Linked DNA regions of Mus musculus: region 2 is linked to region 1. A link is a contact called in public promoter capture Hi-C data. All regions are on one chromosome and are shown on one strand. Each heading gives the region's core, a stretch centred on a gene start, on an enhancer-like site or on the middle of the called end of the contact. The rest is flanking DNA. Distances are from core to core; before and after follow the strand shown. Region 1 holds the start of Zbtb40 (zinc finger and BTB domain containing 40). Region 2 has its middle 37 kb from the start of Wnt4.

Region 1 (3,774 bases), core at 792-3,291:
GGGATTGGGAGATGTAGCTCAGTGGAAGAGCCCGTGACTATCATTTGCAAGATCTAGGTTTGATTCCCAGCACTGAAAAAGAACCTATTCTCTGCAACCACTGTCACGAAAATTATGTATGCATAGTGGCCTCTTTTCTTGTGATCCCTCCTTTTAATCCTTGTGTAATACAGAACCTGGCTTAGCAGAGGTGCTTAAAACTTGCTTGAGATGCAAGTCACCTCCATTTCTATGCAGAACAGTGGCCAGTAGCCACATTGTTCTTTAAAAACACTATAATTTAGTACTTACTTGTGGAGCACCTATGTGCTGAGCACTGTCATAGGTATTTCCTAAACCTGTCAGCTCTACATTGGGGGGGAGGGGCTCCTGCTATAAGTGGGGGATCAGTCCTCCCAACAGCCATAGGTGAAAGTCTAGAGGCTACGGAAATGATAAATCTGATGCTGATGGTGATCTGTGTGGGTAACAGTGGCCAGGTGACCGTGCACCTGGTAGGGCCCTATCAGATACTGGTTTGACTGTGGCAAGAAGGTAGTGGCCGAGTGCTGACAAACCACCGACAGGGAACATGGTGTGGCACCTTGTCAGCTTGACACAACCTAGAATCTCCTGGGAAGCGTCTCCCTAGGGGATTGTCTACATTGGTTTGGTCCCTGTGTGTGTGTGTGTGTGGGGGTATCTTGAGTAAACCAATGTCAGAATACTCAGTCCACTGTGGGTGGCCCCATTCCCCAGGCAAGGAGTCTTGAACTGTGCCTGCAATCCAACTGGGCACAAGCAAGAACATGCATGCATTCACTTCTCTCTGCTCTATGGATGTGGTGTGATTAGTGGTTTGAAGTCTTTGTCTTGCCTTGACTTCTCCAAGGTGGTGGACTAACCTGCAATTGTAAGCTGAAAAAAATCTTTCCCCCCTTGGTCCTCCTCCTTCTTCCTGGTCTTATTATGTAGCTCTGGGTGTCCTGAAACTACACACACACACACACACACACACACACACACACACACACACACACACACATCAAGGTAGCCTCACAATTCAGAGATCTGCCTGCCTCTGCCTCCAAAGCACCAGGATTAAAAGATGGGTCACTAAGCCTGACTCATTAGACTTTTTTTTGGGGGGGGAGGGGGTTCAGGATATTTTATCACAACAAAAATTAACTAGAACAGCTGCCCAGAGTGCTCTAATGACCCAGAGTGTTCTAATTATTTATCTTCAGCAGTAGCTGCAAACTGCAGTCACAGTATTAGATGACAGAAATTTGAGTGACAGCTCTGCTCCATAGGTTCGGTTTCTGTTTTAAAGGTATTGCATCAAGTCGAGCTGACAGCGACAGTGCTGGGGACGACTGAATATTGTCATTGCCCATGGAACAGCTGTAATCACATTGGGAGCTAGACATAGCAACGAGAAGCCTGGATCTCGGACAAATGGGTCTCCATGTGATGCAGGGACAGCTCTCATGACCAGTGCCAATGGGGCTCATGTTAACTGGATCCGATTCACATCCATTTGACTGCCAGGACACTGGACTCGGGGTTCATAACCAGCGTGTGGTGCTATAGGTTAAAACGTGAGAGGATAATGGCAAAAGAAACCCCGTGTACACCCATACCAAGCCCAGTCCAGAAATCAGTCTCGTTCTCGCCCTGCACATGACTGTTTGTTACAAAAGAAGGAAAGAAATCTTTGTCGTCTCTTCGCAGCAAACCTCAGAAGTGGCTAGGTAAGGGATGGATCATGCTATGGAACATGCTAAGGAAACATCTCCCAAGGTACTGTGAGGCGAAGGTCAAAGGTCAAGAGCAGACCAGGTTCCAAACTTGGAAGCCTGCCATTGGTAGAAAGCGTGCACGTGATGCAGGGACAGCCTTCTCGCGAGACCGTCCCCCAGCACGTGACTACGGCGTGCGCACATCCGGGCTACGGCCCTCGGCGTTTTCCCCGGCCCCAAGATGGCTGCCTTTTGGCGTCTCCAGCGCTGTTGAATGGAGAAAGCTTTATTGTTCCCTTCGGGCAGGAGTGTTCGTGTCCTCAATGGCGCTGTCAATAAAGAACGGCAGTTTGAATCGGTGCTGAGCAGGTAACCATAGAAACGGCGCTGGGACTCTGCGCGGAGACCCCTGTCGCGGCGGAGGCTCCCGAGACTCCCTGAGTGAGGGGCGCCCCAGGACCCCTGGGGGACGCAGGGGATGCGCGGAGCGAGCTCCGCCTGGCTCGCGTCGGTCACAGCCGCCGCCGTCCGCTGTCCTCGGGACGTGGCCCCCGGGAACAGCCCTCACTTCGGGCGCAGCCTAGGTTGTTGCGTCCCGTGGAAGGACGCGGGACACTGCCTGGCATCTGCGGCCCTCACTCCCCGGCTCCCGGGCTGTGCTGCGGACGCCCCGGCCCAGAGGGCTCCCTCCCATCTCTGCTCTCAGCTTTTGTTTATCCGCTGTAAAACAGTTGCGGGGAAATAGAAGTCGTGGGAAATAAAACTTCAGCTCCCAGCAGTGAAGTTGCACGGAGACGCAGCTATGGTCGTTTTTTGTTTTCTTTTTAACGGGTTGTCCGGCCGCTCGCCTGCCGCGGGGCGGGGGAGTGCGCGCAGTTGCCCCGGCTGCTTTTCGGCTTTGATGGAAAGGTCCATAAAGCCAGAGTCATTTCTCTCCGGCGCTTTACAGAAGTTTGCCAATCCTGGCCCGAGGCACAGTTGACACGATATGTGACTAGCTTCCATGATGCCGTCAAGCTAGTGGTCTCTCATTCCTTACAAAGCTATCACCCGCCCAGTGTGTGCAATTGGCCATCTATTTTATGTCTCTACGTAGCTTTGCAGTGTATTTTCCCTGCACAAAACGTGAAGTGTGATTAGGGTGTGCTAGCTTATAGGGCTGGCAATGTGAGGCTGTCGCTGGGAAATCCCCCTTGTATGATAGCCTAGGTCACATTACCTCAAACTGTAAGTTTTCTCCCTCTGGGAGTGCTCTTCCTTGGAATTGTATCCAAATCTTGGTGTGGGTTATAGCTGTTTAAGCAATCAATGTAGGGTTAGGGTTAGGAAGTGCAAATTTTCAGTGCTTGGCATAAATTATGCTCAATGTAGACATGGTTCTTCGGTGACAGGTTCCCATTCTGTCTTGTGCTTGTTTTGACACAGACCTCATGTAGCCCAGGCTGGCCTGGAAATAAATAAATATACGTATATGTATTTGTGTGTGTGTATATGTATACACACATATTATATATATACATATATATATATATATATATATATATATATATATATATATATATAGGCTGGCCTGGAAATAAATACATATACATATATGTATTTGTGTGTGTGTGTATATGTATATGTGTGTGTATATGTATGTATATATATGTATATATATATATATATGTATATGTATATATATATAGGCTGGCCTGGAAATAAATACATATACATATATGTATTTGTGTGTGTATATATACACATTTATGTATATATGTGTATATACACATGTATATACGTATGTGTATACATATATATGTATATGTACGTGTGTGTGTGTGTGTGTATATATATATATGTATATATATATATACACACACACATATCTCCAGTTGGTTGGTCTAGAGCTCCTGCTCCTCCAGTCTTCCTCCCAAGTGCTGAGGTTACAGGCGTGTGCCTCTTGCCAAGCTCCATCACCCAATTTTTTTTTTTTTCTTTCGAGACAGGGTTTCTCTGTGTATCCCTGGCTGTCCTGGAACTCACTTTGTAGACCAGGCTGGCCTCGAACTCA
Region 2 (3,774 bases), core at 585-3,084, 270 kb before region 1:
ATAGGTTGCTTTGTTCACTCTGTTTGCTGTGTGTGCTGTAGTACCCATAGTCATCTGGAAGGCATGATTGGTATGTAGGCCATTTTCAACCCCCATAGGACTTTGAAGGACAGTGTAACTGCACTAGTAATCTTGTCTCCCCCCACTCTCCCTTTCTTTCTCTTTCCTTTTTTTTGAAACAAGGTTTTCATTGTATAGCTCTGGCTGGCCTGGAACTTGCTTTGTAGACCAGGCTGACCTTAATACATAGAATTCCTCCTGCTTCTGCCTCCCAACTGTTGGGATTAAAGGCGTGCACTATCACATCCAGTTTCTCATATTTTTATGTTTGGGTGTTTTGCCTGCATATGTGTCTGTGCACTGCATGCGTGTAGTGTCTGGGGATGCCAGAAGAGGGCGTCAGATCACCCTGGGACTGGAGGAATGGGTAGTAGGAGTTGAACCTAGGTCCCTGAAGGTGTAGCTAGTGCTCTAAACTATGGAGCAAAGCTCCTCCTCTGCTGAGGTGGTTGTTACTTTAGGAAGGAGAGTTTAAAACAGGCTTAAGGACAGCTAGGTGGCCAAGCAGTTCTGTGGTCCTTCCACAGTCTTTATATTTTGTAGTTTATGTAATCTGCTAATTCTGTGTGTGGTGAAGAAAAAGAGGCAGTTTAGACACCTTACACAACTGTATTGCATCTGGGCCCACATCTCTGACCTTCCGTCATCAGTGTTTACCTTCAAGTTCTTGGCTCCAGGTTTGAGTAATAGGGCAACCCCAGACTCCTCAGTGCTGAGCACTGCTTTCCACATCCTTTTCCTGGACTCGCTTCATACTGTCTTGCTGCCTTTGGGTAGTGTGGACATTAGAGCCAGCTATTGACAGGATGGTCCCCGGCCACACTCTGCTCTCCATAGGAATCACTGACCCTCAGGCACACATAAGCCTTTCTTTCATGAGGTGGTGATCCTAATGAGCTGCTCTGGAGCGACTGTCTGTGGCCTGTAAAGTATGCTATTGTTAGAGACTACTTTCACTGGAGTGCACCATTGAGAACTCGAGAGACAGTAGATACTTGCCTATTAAAGATAATATACATTAGAGTCCTGTGTTGGAGGAAGACTGAAATATATGTTTAATAGGGGAGGTTTAAAATAATTGTGCAGACTAATGTGGCCAGGATGTAAAGAAAACCCTGCAGTAAGTGTGTCATGGGTCTGCATTGCGTTCTTCTTCTGAAATAGAAAGGACAGGTTTTGAAGGTAAAGGTGAATACTCCATTACCTATTAGAGTATGAATCAAAGGCATCCTATTCAGCAGCATTTCCTGTGAGCTCTAGCCCCTGGCCACTGTCTGTAGGCAGATAAGCTGAAGTGCTCATCCTAAGGAGCTGCCCTCTGGCCTGTAAAGTAGCTCTATGTATGCTTATTGTTAGACTACTTTCCCTGGAGTATTCAATCTGATACCGGGAGGCCCAATATGTTAATCTCAGCCATTCAACACCCCCACCCCCATATACCAACCAAAGGTATGAATAGTGAAAAAAGAAAGTTAGCAAGGCCATGTTGGTAAATACTGAAAAGGGGTATGTTGACTCCAAGTCCATCCTGGGGGCTTGGCGGGGCAGGGAGGTGGTAAGGGGGACGGGGGAGGCGGGGCGTGTAATGACTGAAGCTTTAAAGAAATAGGAAGAGTTGGGAGGTAGGGAGGGATGCATAATTAAGCTTTTGGTCAAGGTGTGGTCTGATTGGTCAGTGAGTCAGGTTCTGCTGGGTGATTTGGTGAAGTTAATACCTGAGGCCCTGTTCTGGTTCCCAGAGTTGATGGCCCCTGCTAGGGATGATCTCATCCTGGTGTGATCTGTTTGGCAGGCGCTGATGGTCTGCAGTCCAAAGTAACTGCTGGTTTATGACAGTGACTGAAGACTTCCAGGTGCCTTTATGGGGGTCTGGAACAGGACGCTGTAAAAGCTGACAGCGAGGCGTCTCAGTTACTCTTTGTGTCTTAAGCCTCCAAGGAGAATGAGATCGTACCGCTGGTAGGCCAGACAGACAGAGACTAGGGTGCTTCTGAGTAGAGTTCGGCAGCGTTTTGACCTGGAAACTGGGTAGGGTGAAGGTCGGCCGACCTCTGCCCTGTTTGAGTTGGGAGCGAGTGTGAAGTGAGTGCTTTTAGCAAAAGCACTTTGTAGTACCTGATGGTGCGCTTGTCTAGACTTTTATTTGGGAAGTCGGTATTATTTTCTTCTCAGTAATATTTCAGTTCACCCTGCAGAGGGAACTCAGTAGCAGATTCCAGGTGATTAATGTTAGAGATGAATATGAGTGGAAACTGTCCTCATTAAGCCAAGGTGGGCTTCTGGGAAAAGTATTGAAACAACGGCTGCTTTGTCCTGTTGTTCATGGTCTCCCCATTGAATTTTATTATTATTTAGGGCTGAGTTTTTTGTTTGCTTGCTTGCTTGCTTTTTGAGAGAGGGTTTCTCTGTGTAGCCCTGGCTGTCCTGAGACTTGCTCTGTAGACCAGGCTGGCATTGAACTCAGCTCCTTGCCTCTGTCTCTTAAAAGTTGTACACCACCACTGCCTGGTGTAGGGTTGAGTTTTAGCTGTAAGGAATTTAACAGTAGTGCCCACTTTTGTGGGTTAGTTTGACAATCAATTAGTATTTGATTATGGTAGAGTCTGAGCTCCCGTGTCTTGACTGTGGTTAGCTAGCTATAAATGAGGTATTGGGCCAGTTCTAGAGGCAGAAAATAGAGGGTTGTTAGTGAGCTCTAAGCCTAAAACTGAAAAGCTTCATTTGTGCTTTGTGGTCATGAGTTCAGAGCTTCGGAAAGGCCTGTGCTAATACCACACTGTCTAGTGCTTCAAAACGATTATAGAGAGAGATTTTAAATTTTGGTGCCAGTTTTTGACAAGAGTTTCTTAGATGGTTGAGATTAGCTCCATCTAGTGGTAAATTTAGGTTAAAACTCTGACAATTCACTCCAGATTACACTCTAATTTGGATACCAGTTCCTTACTGGGATTTTTCTTTTTCTTTTTCTTTTTTTTTTTTTGAATCAATGACAGAAAGTCATGGAGCTGACTTTATAGTACCTTGCTGCACTGGGAAAACTAGTGAATTCTTCAAGAAGTTAAGACTTAGTCTAGAAATTCCACAGACTATCAAGTTATAAAATCTATGGAACTTCTAACTTAGGGAAATTGTGCAGAGCCTTGACTGCTATACAGTCTTGGGACAGTGTTATGAATACCTTTGATACTTCGGTAGTGAGACCATAGCCCCTGCTGTGCACTATAAGTAGTTTGTAGAGTTGCATTGCAGGGGACCACACATGGTACACACAGACTGGCACCACTGGTGTGTGTGTCAGATACTTCATATTTCCTCTGGCCAGCTATTGACTCGTTTGTTCTTTCTTGAGGCAGAGCTCATGAATTGCAGGCAAGGTCTCTTGGATCCTGTGCTGACCTTGAACTTTCTATATAGCTGAGAAAGATTTCTTTCTCCTGCACGCTGTGATTATAGGGTTGGACTGCCACACTTAACGCAGTGCCGAAGATCACACTTGGGGGCTTGTACATGGTAGATGAGGAGCGCTCTACCAATTGAGCAGGAACCCCAGCCCCAGATTCAGTGTGGTTTTTTTTGTTGTTTTTTGTTTTTCTTGAGAAGAATATTACCAGTTTCACTTTCTTAGGATGAGCCTGAGATGAGGGGTGGTTATTTCTCCCTAACGCATTTCATACAAGCACATCATGTGTGCAGTATGTAGTTCTTGATGAGTTC

What was found. Promoter capture Hi-C pulls out the DNA fragments that hold promoters and counts their contacts.
Region 2: a contact with region 1 is called in a promoter capture Hi-C map of liver. The contact joins the enhancer-like site here to the promoter of Zbtb40 in region 1. A contact is called at or near these places in 7 of 39 promoter capture datasets (3T3-L1-derived adipocytes, the C10 cell line, the HPC-7 cell line and 4 more), 2 of 115 datasets of contacts at active chromatin or transcription factors (T-cell acute lymphoblastic leukemia and stem cell-derived neural progenitor cells) and 1 of 9 other capture datasets (pancreatic islet).

The regions. Positions count from the first base shown.
Region 1 is chr4:137,046,962-137,050,735 of GRCm38.p6, reverse strand. Zbtb40 (zinc finger and BTB domain containing 40) reads left to right here and starts at 2,041. Exons shown (of 19, transcript NM_198248.1): 1 at 2,041-2,090.
Region 2 is chr4:137,312,846-137,316,619 of GRCm38.p6, reverse strand. No RefSeq gene overlaps it. Among named protein-coding and RNA genes, the nearest start is that of Wnt4, 37 kb to the right of the region's middle. Within about 2 kb of position 1,834, at least 25 of the 459 cell types and tissues checked have an H3K27ac peak or open chromatin away from gene starts, as enhancers often do. A contact at or near this core is called in liver, where this site is marked.